Regions from separate parts of the Zea mays genome. Here region 1 is linked to region 2. Evidence: chromatin contacts called from public HiChIP or PLAC-seq data. All regions are on one chromosome and are shown on one strand. Each heading gives the region's core, a stretch centred on a gene start, on an enhancer-like site or on the middle of the called end of the contact. The rest is flanking DNA. Distances are from core to core; before and after follow the strand shown.

Region 1 (5,682 bases), core at 3,183-5,682, 480 kb after region 2:
CTTATTACACTAACGATCAAGCCGAATATGAGGCCCTTTTGTTCGGCTTAGAGCTCTTAAGTTGTATGGGAGTAAAACATGTGAGGGCATTTGGTGATTCTTAGTTGGTTGTTCAACAAGTATTAGAAGAGTATCAATGTTTTGATGGTACTCTAAACAGTTACCTTGAAAAATGTTGGGGCACAATTCATTCTTTTGACGAATTCAACATTCGACACATCTCTAGAGTTGAGAATCACAGAGCTAAAAATTTGGCACAAGATGCATCAGGTTATCGGATAAAGCGAGGGAAATTTCACAACACCGAAAATCTGATAACCGATACAGGGCCAATTCCCTAGGTCGCGGACCGTCCGGGTGAGGGCTTCGGACCGTCCGGGGTTGCTAGGAAAGTTCTCCTGATTGATTCAGCTGGTAGTGAAGCTGATGCAAGCGATTGGAGGACACACATAATTAATTATCTACGAAATCCCAGTGTTATGACGGATAGGAACGCTCGGCATACAACTTTCAAGTATGTTTTAATGAGTGATGAACTCTACCACCGAACAGTCAACGACGTCCTGCTTAAATGCTTGGGCCTAGGTGATGCTATATTAGCCATGGACAAAGTACATGAAGGGATTTGTGGTATCCATCAATCGGCTCCAAACATGAAGTGGTTGTTGCGAAGGTCTGGCTTCTATTGGCCTAACATGATAGCTGATTGTTTCTAGTACAACAAAGGATGTCAAGTATGTCAAAAAATCGGCAACTTACAGTTGGTCCCTGCAGCAGAATTACATCCTATCATCAAGTCTTGGCCTTTCAGAGGATGGAGATTGGACTTTATAGAAGAAATTCATCCTTTATCATCAAAAGGACATCGGTTCGTATTAGTTGCCACTGACTACTTTACTAAATGGACTGAAGCCGTTGCTGAAGAACATGACACACAGGGAGGTAATTGAGTTCATAACTGAGCATATTATTCAGAGATTCGGCATTCCCCAGACTTTGACTATAGACCAATGGGCTTCTTTTATGTCAAAGGAGGTACGTGAGTTTACTTAATTATATAGAATTAAGTTACTCAATTCATCTCAGTATTATGCTTAGGCCAATGGACAGGCCGAGTCTAGTAATAGGACATTGATTCGCCTGATAAAAAAGAAGATATCTGATCATCCTAAGCATTGGCATAAGATTTTGTCCGAAGCTTTATGGGCTCAAAGAATATCTAAACACCTTGCTACTAAAGTATCTCCGTTTGAGCTTGTATATGGGCAGGAAGTAGTGTTACATATAGAGATAACTTTAAATGTTGTAGGTTCGCCAAGCAAAATGATCTGACTGTCGGTGATTATTATAATTCAATTATGGACAATATTGATAAAGTGACAGACAAGAGATTGACAGCCTTAGGAGAAATACAAAAGGACAAGATCATGGTCGCCTAAGCTTACAACAAGAAGGTCAAGGCTAAATCGTTCCAGGTAGGGGACCTGGTATGGAAGACTGTTCTGCCTCTGAGGAGCAAAAACCGGAAGTTTAGAAAGTGGTCGCCAAGTTGGGAAGGCCCTTACAGAGTCACGCAAGTGATGTCCGGTAACGCCTACTTGTTGCAAACATTACAAGACAAAGACTTGTCCAAGGCGTTAAATGGGTGTTTTCTCAAGCAGCATTATCCTAGTATGTGGTAAAATGCTTAAGGAAACCGATGTGGTCGATCGTGTTAGTTGCTTTTGGTTCGCTTAGCTCCAAAAGGCAGGGGCATATGTTGGGCACCAAATTAGGCGGCCGGACGGTCCGCACTGGTGATCCGGACGGTCCGCGCGCGCGCCGAGCCAATTAGGGTTCCAAGTTTCTTGCTATGGTTGTTGGCTAGATTCGTGGAATTAACTCAGGAGATTTGTTTGTAACGGGTCCAGCCCCCTGCTCTATAAATATAGAGGAATACGACCGATTAAAGATAATCAATCAAACCTACAATCAATATAATTCACATTTTATCTTGTAAATTTAGGAGTAGTTCTAGTTTAGTCTTTCAATCCCCAGATTCTCCGCTTCTCTTCGACTCTATATTGATTAGAGTTGTCTAGGTCGGTCTGCCGAGCCTAGACAACACCTATGATCTCTCCTCCCCGACGGGGTCCCTCCCAGGAGCGAGATCCAGACGCCGCCGGCGAACCTCGTCGCCCCTGCGCACGCGCGGACCGTCCAGCCTATAGGCGCGGACTGTCCGGCTTGTCAGGTAGGAAACCTAAGCCCTGCTCTAGGTCGCAGAACGTCCGACCCCTTCCGCGGACCGTCCGTGCTTGTGCAGAGAGCACCGCTGCCGGTTCTCATCGTAGTGTTTGGCGCTCGGATCGGCGTCAACGGTATGTCCATGCCACGATCCTTATACCACGATCCTTATACGGAACCTGAGCATCGTAGCCAGCCACTCTCGTCTGTGCAAACGGATGCAGGATGAACCAATAATTCATTCCATGTTCACCATTGTGATGAGCTCTTCGAAGATTGTTTGTGACCATTGAGTAGGTGTGAAAAAGGGAGCTTGCAGAATCTGTCGGGAAACCCCATGCCAAACCACAATACAATGCCATGGCACCATGTTGCAGGGGCGGCGTCGCGACCAGCGCCGGGTTGCTACCGCCGAAGCCCGGACCAAATGACAATGAATTGTAATGTCCTGATTTCTTGAATATAAACGGCACATAGGCAAAGTATCAGCAGCTTTCTCCGTTTACATCCCTGCGAGCACGCAAATGAGCTCGACAGATTCTTCTTCGTTTGGTTTCTGCGCCATCTGGTCGGCTAGCAGCCGGAGCACCTCCCAGATCTCGAAGCGCCGCGGGTGCGCTTGGTCGTCGGCGACGAACGAGCTCACCTCGCCGTCCACCTCTAACGCGCTATACGCGGGGAGCTTCTTGATCCCCCGGCCGCCGATCAGCTTCCGCACCCGACGCGCGTCATCCTTGCGGTTGGCGTCGAGGTAGATGTTGGACAGCTGCACGTACACGCCCTCATCGGCGGAGCCACCTAGCCTCTCGAGCTCGCGCGCCGCCACCTCCGCCAGCTCGACGTTGCCGTGGCTCCGGCAGCCGGCGAGCACGGATCCCCACACGGACGCGAGCGGGGCCATCGGCATGATCTTGACGAGCCCCACCGCGTCCTCCAGCCGCCCGACCCGGCAGAGCATGTCGACCGCGCAGCTGTAGTGCTCGTGCCCGGGCACGACGCCGTACCGGGGCCGCATCTCCCCAAGAAGCCGCAGCCCTTCCTCGACGTCCCCGGCGTGCGCGCACGCGGACAGCGCCCCGAGCACCGCCACGCCGTCGGGCCGCACCCCGTCCTCCCGCGCCATCCTCTCCAGGCACGCGACAGCTTCCGCTGCCATCCCGTGCACCGCGAGCGCGCCTACCATGGTCGCCCATACGTACGCGTTCCGCTCGGGCATGCCGTCGAACACCCGCACGGCCTCCTCCAGGCACCCGCACTTGGCGTACATGCCGATGAGCGCGGACCCGAGGAAGGCGTCGGCGAGGAGCCCCGGCGCGGCGCGCTCCACGTAACGATGCACCCACGCGCCGAGGTCCAGCGCCCCCGCCTGCGCGCACGCCGCCACGGCCGTCGTCAGCACGACCGCGTCCGGGGTCACCCCGTCGTCGTCGAGCATGGTCCGGAACACCGAGAGACCCTCGGCGGGCGCCCCCGCGCGCGCGTACGAGCCGATGAGCAGGTCGTAGTGGATCGCCTCCCGCCGCGGCAGCTCGTCGAACACCCTCCGCGCGAGGTCCGGGCGGGGCGAGTACAGCTGGAGCAGCGCCGTAGTGACGTAGTGGTCGGCCGGGAACAGCGCGTTCCTGACGAGCAGCGCGTGGAGCTGCGGCCCAGGTGCGGTCCCGGCGGCGGCGGAGGAGGACGGGTTGGCGTCGAGCGCGGCGGCGGCGGAGAGCGCGAAAGGGAAGGAGAGGTGGTCCGGAGCGGGGAGCGCCGGGGGCGTGGCGGGAGAGAGCATGAGGCGGAGGAGGCGGAGCGCGAGGCGCGGGTGGGCCGGGCGCGCGGCGCGGCGGGAGAGCGCGTGGAGCAGCGAGTTGAGCGCGAGCAGAGCGAGGTCCGGGTGGCGCGGGAGCAGGCCGGCGGTGACGAGGAGGGCTTGGATGGGGAGGAGCGGTGCGGTTGGGGAGGCGGCAGAGGGGAGGAGGCGGGAGGCGAGTAGGGAGTGGCAGAATGCGAAGGTGGGTTTGGGGATGTACGGGCGCATGCTTGCCTGCTTGCTTTGATCGCGCGCCGCTGACGCTGGGTCGCAGGTGCACCGATTCTCATGTTGCCGAGGTGACTGACTCCATGGACGGCAGACTCACGGTCGCAGGGGGCTGCGGCTGCTCGGCAGTCGGCATCGACGGCGGAGATCGGCAGCTCGCAGCCGCAAAACGCACGGCTGCTCGTGGCGGCTGGAGCAGAGGACGTAGAGGAGATGGGTCTTTTTTTTGTTCAAAAGGTCAGAACTTACTGGGCTGGATGGCAGTGGCTTTATTGATTTGGGCCTTTCAGCCGGTGGCAGGATTTGTTCCGAAGTTTTTTGGGCTAAATATTCGGCCTACGTCTGGCCCTTAGAGCTTTTCTTAAAAAGCTATTGTCAGACTTGCTTTAAATTCTGAGGAACCAATAGTGATTTTGAAATTAGTTTGGTGAACTCAGAAAGCTAAAAACCAACGAAACCAGTTTTTTTTTCTTTATATAGAAACTCAACTTTTAGAATCTTTTTAACTTGATGGAAGCTAAACAAAAAAAAACATGTTTGTTCAAATAAATAGAGGCTAAGTCTAACTATTAGTTAAGGGGAAGGTACTGTCCGACTAATTATTAGTTGGACCTCTAAATAACAATTATCACATAATATTAACTATTAGCTACTAGCTAGGCCAACAATCTAATAATATCAATTAGATGTCTATCTAATATTTGTTATGTACCTAGCTAACTACTATCATCTAATGGGTATAAAAAGAATTTAGTTGTAAGGACCAAATTATACATTTGCGATGATTGGACATGCGTCGCTCCCACCCTCGTGCTGGAAAATAAGGCTGTCTCCAACCATTTTTCCTCCTAAATCCCTCCATTCGTACTTTCTATTCATATTTAAATACCTCTCCCTCAATATCCTTCCCCCTATTTCTCCTCCTCTCTAGCCATTCTCTCTATTCAGCTCCCTCTTACCCTTTAAATGAAATATTTGTCTTTTATACATCCGTTTTTAGAGTTTTAGAAAACACTAGCATATTTGTAGTATCGTAATACACATTATTATCAATTAATTAAACTTGAAATAAATTAATTTCACGGTTAAAAGCGTTGATTAACGAAAGGGGGATTAGATCTCCCTCTTCCACAACAAGCGCAGGCATGGTCACCCTCGCGACTCATGAGGGGGCTTCGAGGGACGGCGTTGGACACCACTTCACCATATTCGTACACGCACATGAGAGGGGGTGGTGTTTAGTGCATTGTTGGAGATTGGAGTCAGCCTAACCCCGAGTGCCCCCTTCCCGCCTCGCGCCATAAAAGCTGGAAGTTGCTCCCACCCTCATGCGCCGGAAAATAACACAAAAAAGACGCATATGCATGGGCAACAAGATTTCAACCTACACCACTTGAATCAAAAGGAGACATCATCAACCACAACACCAAAAG
Region 2 (5,218 bases), core at 1,077-3,576:
TGAGCCATTTCTTTTCTAAAAATTCCTGACGTGTGGCGCGCCCATCTTGGAATGTGCCTCCGTGTTGCACCTATCTTATTATTCCACCTTTGAGTTAGGGTTCGGCTAGAAACCGGTATGTCCCATACTTCTTTTACCATGTCATAGAAACCCTCAAGAAAAAACCATCCATGTTCAAACTTGAATTGGTATTTGATTTGGGTTCTATGTGCACCAGTGGTAAGTAAATGAGGACAATGATCCGAAAGTGCGTCTATACATTCTAGAGCATGTACTGTGATCAGATGATATTTAGCTTTCCAATTGGTATCCATAAGTACGTGGTCTAGCTTTTTGTATGTTGGCGACAGATGACTGTTTGCCCAAGTAAATTACCTCCCAATCAATTTCATCTCCATCCAATCCAAAATATTAATGATAGCGTTGAACAATAAAGGACAATGTGGATCAAACCAGCCATTGCTCTTTTCATGGCAGAATCTTAATAAACTCAAATCCCCCTATCAAAATTGGGTGTGGATTATCTTTATCAGATCAACCAGCTCCCGATGGAAAGCTTCTTTATGCACATCTTGGGCAGCGCCATACACAACTACTAAACTCCATGAAAAATTGTTAGCCTTATTTTAGATGTGGAATTTAATGTGAAATTTACCGTCTGAAATAGCCAACACATCCATTGATGAGTTTTTGGCACCCAGTAAGGCACCACCAGATCTACCACTAAGAGGACGACAGTGCCAAGTGAAGTCAAAATCACCTGAGAGTCGGTCCAAGTCTTTCTCCAAGAAATCTTGTCTACCTACCTATCCAAAATATGATCTCTCATAATGTTAGCAATGCATGAGTGTTTAGCTAGATATCCAAGACCCCTGATATTCATAAAAATGCCATTCATTGTGGTATGATAAAAGGTTTGGATATACTAGCCCTTTTTGGACACATCTTTTTATTTTTCTTAGAAGAGTGAGACTTGGATTTTTGACTAATTGGTGTAAGATCATCAAGTGATTGCAACATAGCCTCATCCAGACCCTCGTATGATATTTCCCCCAATATATGAGATAGGAGCTGACCATCATGTATAGCATCCACAACCTCATCATCTGAGTGATTGGAAACCATTTTAGATTACTTTTGGAGAAACTTTTATATTGTCAATCTCCACATGTTTAATAACATTAGCTAAAACTACAATTTCATTATCATTTCTTCCAAACTTGAAGCCAATATTATGAAAATTGGAAGTAATGCGTGCATTATCAAAAGACGAATAAAAACTCTAATTTGAAGTACCTGTTGGAGCGTCGAGGTTGCAGATTTCTTGAAGTCGCATCACCTCCGAAAGCGAGTTCTCATCCAATGTTGAAGAGCCATCCACAACAATTTGGTGTCGGGAACTACATCGATGAGGTGTAGTAGATGACAACTTGTTCCCGGTCTTCTTCTACACCATCCATCACACCCTAGCCACAACACATGTTCTAGGGGCTCCTTTTTCTTTTATCCTAGGCACATCTACACCACACAAGGTCTAAACAGGTTGTTTAGAGAGACCAGCTGCCATCAAGCTTGCGGAAGGTGGAACACTAACAAACAATCAAAAAACTCATTATACATTTCCAAACTCATCATCAGCTCCACAAAACAAGATAGGAGAGCCTAGCCCCTAGCATAAGCATTTACAAGTAAACTTCTATCCACGGGAAGAGTACTACGTCCTTGACATAAACATCTCACAAGCAAACCAACAAAGACTTCAATGATCTAGGACTTCGATATGAAACTCAAACGGGAAGCAAACACTGATCATGGTACACATTTGACATACAAAAGCAAAGATAAACAACGAACCCCATCTTTCAGATACACAAAATTGCTTCATTACAAGCCCCATATTTTCCTTCCTTCTTCAGCTGCTTGCAGCCATCGCCTCAATTTTCTACATCCAGAGATACAATGGAATCAGAATCAAGCAAGCAACATATGTCAACAAGTTAATTTCCACACCATAAAAGTTAGAAGGCAGGTTGATTATGAGGTTCAAGAACGCAAATATTGGCATACAAAATAACTGGTTATGTTTTGTTAATTATTAAATAGGGGCGCACCCCACATGCGAGACACGAGAACAAATGGATATATGCTCCATCAAAATAGATGGAATAACAAAATCGAACACATTATTAATGCAACGATACTTTTCAGCATACCGTTAGCGCCAGGCGGCCAGGGCATCACGCGACAAGCGCGGGAACAAAGGATGTTGAAGTAGACGTCAAAGTGGTGGGCCATCACATATGCAGGCCAAATTGTCGTGTGACAAGGAAAGAGTGGATCAAGTGAGTGGATGGCCTTGGGCCATGGCGATCACACCTTGTATAAAAGGTGAACTGTAGTAGTGAATCGATGGCGAATAACAGAACACATTTCGTCCTCCTCTGTTTCCATTCCTTCCACCACTGGCCACTGGACGCAACACGACGTTCGCTGACAAGTGGTATCGGAGACACCGTTCCTGATCTGGCGGCGTCATCCTACTACACCTACTGCGTGAAGATGGCCGACGCTTTTGACCTGAGCGTTGTGGCATCACTGGAGGCACAATCCAAATCTATGGATGTGAAGTCGCGCATGCTCACCACTCGGTGAAAACTTCTCCTACAACTCTGTGATTGTCTGGAGTCACAGTATCATCGATGGACCAATTTGGAGAAGTTCATGAATGCAAACACCAACAACATCGCTAGATTATAGCAGAAATTCGGTGATGGGGATATTGAAGACTTCTGCGGTGGTCTTACTCGTTCCTTGGGGGAACGAGTGGACACTCAGGTAGCCAAGTTAGAGACAGCGATCCTGAACCACGTCGACGATCATGTTGCTAAAACTACCACCTGGGTAGCAGTGTTGAATAATGTTACTTCAGTGTTTGAGTCATGGCGACCATCCACTGAACATTTTATTGACAACATCAAAGCATCGATCGATACAGTGCGTTTATTAGAGCTTGCTTAATTGATTCAGCTTCTAGAACGCAGTATCGTCGATGACCAAAATGACCAACCTTGCCTTCTGGGATAGTATGTGCCGATCATGGAGTGCCCTCCCGCTACCATAGATTACATTGACTGGCCCAACGGGCACGACATTGCAACACATCCTCGGGAGTATAGATTTGGGAACCCTCCAATCCCAAACAATCTCATGACCAATGGTATACACTCTTCTCACCTGCCTCATAATCAGATTGAGTTCCATTATCTTGGTGTTTGGAATGGTGAGAGCACCTAGAGGAGGTGAATAAGTGATCCTACAAAACTTGCTCAAAAACCAACACAAACTTGGTATATAATAGTTAATAAACCAAGTTTGAGAGTAGGGAGAAAGAGAGAAGTTCCTTTTACTTGATTGCTCTATCAAGATGTAGTTTAGACTTAGAGCAATATCACAAGTGAGAATTTGGAACTTGGAAGAGATAAAAATTGAATAAAGTAAATGGCACAAGAGACAGTCAATTTTTATCCAATGGTTTGGTCAAACATAATATAATTGCCTACTCCACGTTGTGGTGTACCAGTGGACGAGGGTTGTACTCAACCCCTTTCAAGTGATCCAAATATCAAATTTGAGTACCATAGTTCTTCCCCATATCACAATATCTCGTTTGTGAGGAATCTCTATAAGTTGGAGTCTCGCATGCCTTACATAAGATGATCACAATAAAAAATGGAGTATGGGGGAGTAATAATACGCACAGAAGAGCACAACACAACAACAATACACACAAACACAAAGAAGAGGATGCAAGAACACAAAGAGTGACAGCTTAGAAACACGCTCAAATCTCTCTCAAACACTAGAATAGCATGGTCGTGGAGTCTTGAAGTTGTAGAGTGCTCTTAGAATGCTTGGGTACCAGGAGATGCGCCTAGGGGCTCCTTTTATAGACCTAAGAGTCCTAGGAGCTGATGCCTTCTCCACAAGGAAGCTAAAAAACTTCCCTGTCTGCGGACTCACCGGACAGTCCTGTGCTCCACTGGATTCCTGGCCAACAATGGTCATCCAGCGATCTGATTGGCCGGTTTCCTTTTCCAGCGTGGCACCGAACAGTCTAGTGCACCACTAGACAGCTACCATGTCAGCTAGCCAGTGCCGGCTGGTGACCACCCGCGGAGAGAGTCATTAGAGATGATGTCCGGTGCATCAGATAGTGCACAATTCAATGTCGAGTGTAAATAAAATTCCCAAGAACGGTGTCTTCAGTTGTACTCTTCACCGGACATACTCACCGAACAGTCCGGTGGGTCCCAGACTGGCCCAAGTTTGGCTCTTGTCCAACTTCTTTTGACTATTTTTCAGATGATCCCTAGCACTTAGACAAACATAGTTAGCAACCAAAACAATTGCATAAGTGATAGAATCACACCTTCTTCTCATCTTTTCACAATGATTTGCAATTTGTGCAAACTCAAGCCCAAGAAGTTCTTTTCTCTAAAAATGTGTTAGATCCCAAACACAAGGACTAGAAACATTATAAAGGACCTATGCAACATATTTAAAAGTGCAAACCTCACACTTATACCATTTAACACAAAGTTGCGTATTTGGGTCCAAGTTTGAGCTCTTTTGGACTTGATATCTTCAATTTGCTTTCTTCTACACCTGTTCTTATGCTCATACACAGTGTGTTAGTTCACAGTGGTGTGTTGAGTACTTAATCACCAAAACAACTAGAAACAACCTAAGGTGTAATACCCAAAAATGTATACAAAGAGAATATAATGGGTCTCCTTATTTTGTGTGTCATATGTTCATCTTAACAAGAGCATACATATAATTAAGAGATTAATTAAAACAAATGATACTAACATGAAGGATGCACCATATTGGAGTTTGGTTTGTGCATTTAATATAAATAATAATAATAATAATAATAATAATAATAATAATAATAATAATAATAATAATAATAATAATAATAATAATAATGATTTGAAGCTTTGGATTAAAACCCAAATTTGAATTTGAAATTTAAAATGGAAAGGAAAAACAAATTAGGAAAAGAAAAAGAATATAAAAATAAAAAGTGAAACTCGTGCTGGGCCCAAACCAATTCGGGCGACCCATATACTCACCTTCTTTGCGCCAGCCCACCTGGATTATGTGCGCCGACGGCTGGGCCCCATTGGGCAGCCTCTCGCGGTCTCGCCTGCAC

The links. HiChIP or PLAC-seq counts read pairs in DNA pulled down with a chosen protein or histone mark.
Region 1: an H3K4me3 HiChIP or PLAC-seq map of leaf shows a contact between it and region 2, with 9 times the contacts expected there. The contact joins the promoter of LOC100382022 here to the enhancer-like site in region 2. A contact is called at or near these places in 5 of 25 Hi-C or Micro-C datasets (bundle sheath, ear, leaf and 1 more) and 1 of 3 datasets of contacts at active chromatin or transcription factors (leaf).

What each region holds. Positions count from the first base shown.
Region 1 is chr6:46,089,772-46,095,453 of Zm-B73-REFERENCE-NAM-5.0, forward strand. LOC100382022 (Putative pentatricopeptide repeat-containing protein) reads right to left here and starts at 4,433. Exons shown (of 1, transcript NM_001174787.1): 1 at 2,656-4,433. The coding sequence starts at 4,249. The coding sequence ends at 2,729.
Region 2 is chr6:45,611,390-45,616,607 of Zm-B73-REFERENCE-NAM-5.0, forward strand. No RefSeq gene overlaps it. Among protein-coding and RNA genes, the nearest start is that of LOC103629247, 100 kb to the left of the region's middle. Within about 2 kb of position 2,327, at least 2 of the 20 cell types and tissues checked have an H3K27ac peak or open chromatin away from gene starts, as enhancers often do. A contact at or near this core is called in leaf, where this site is marked.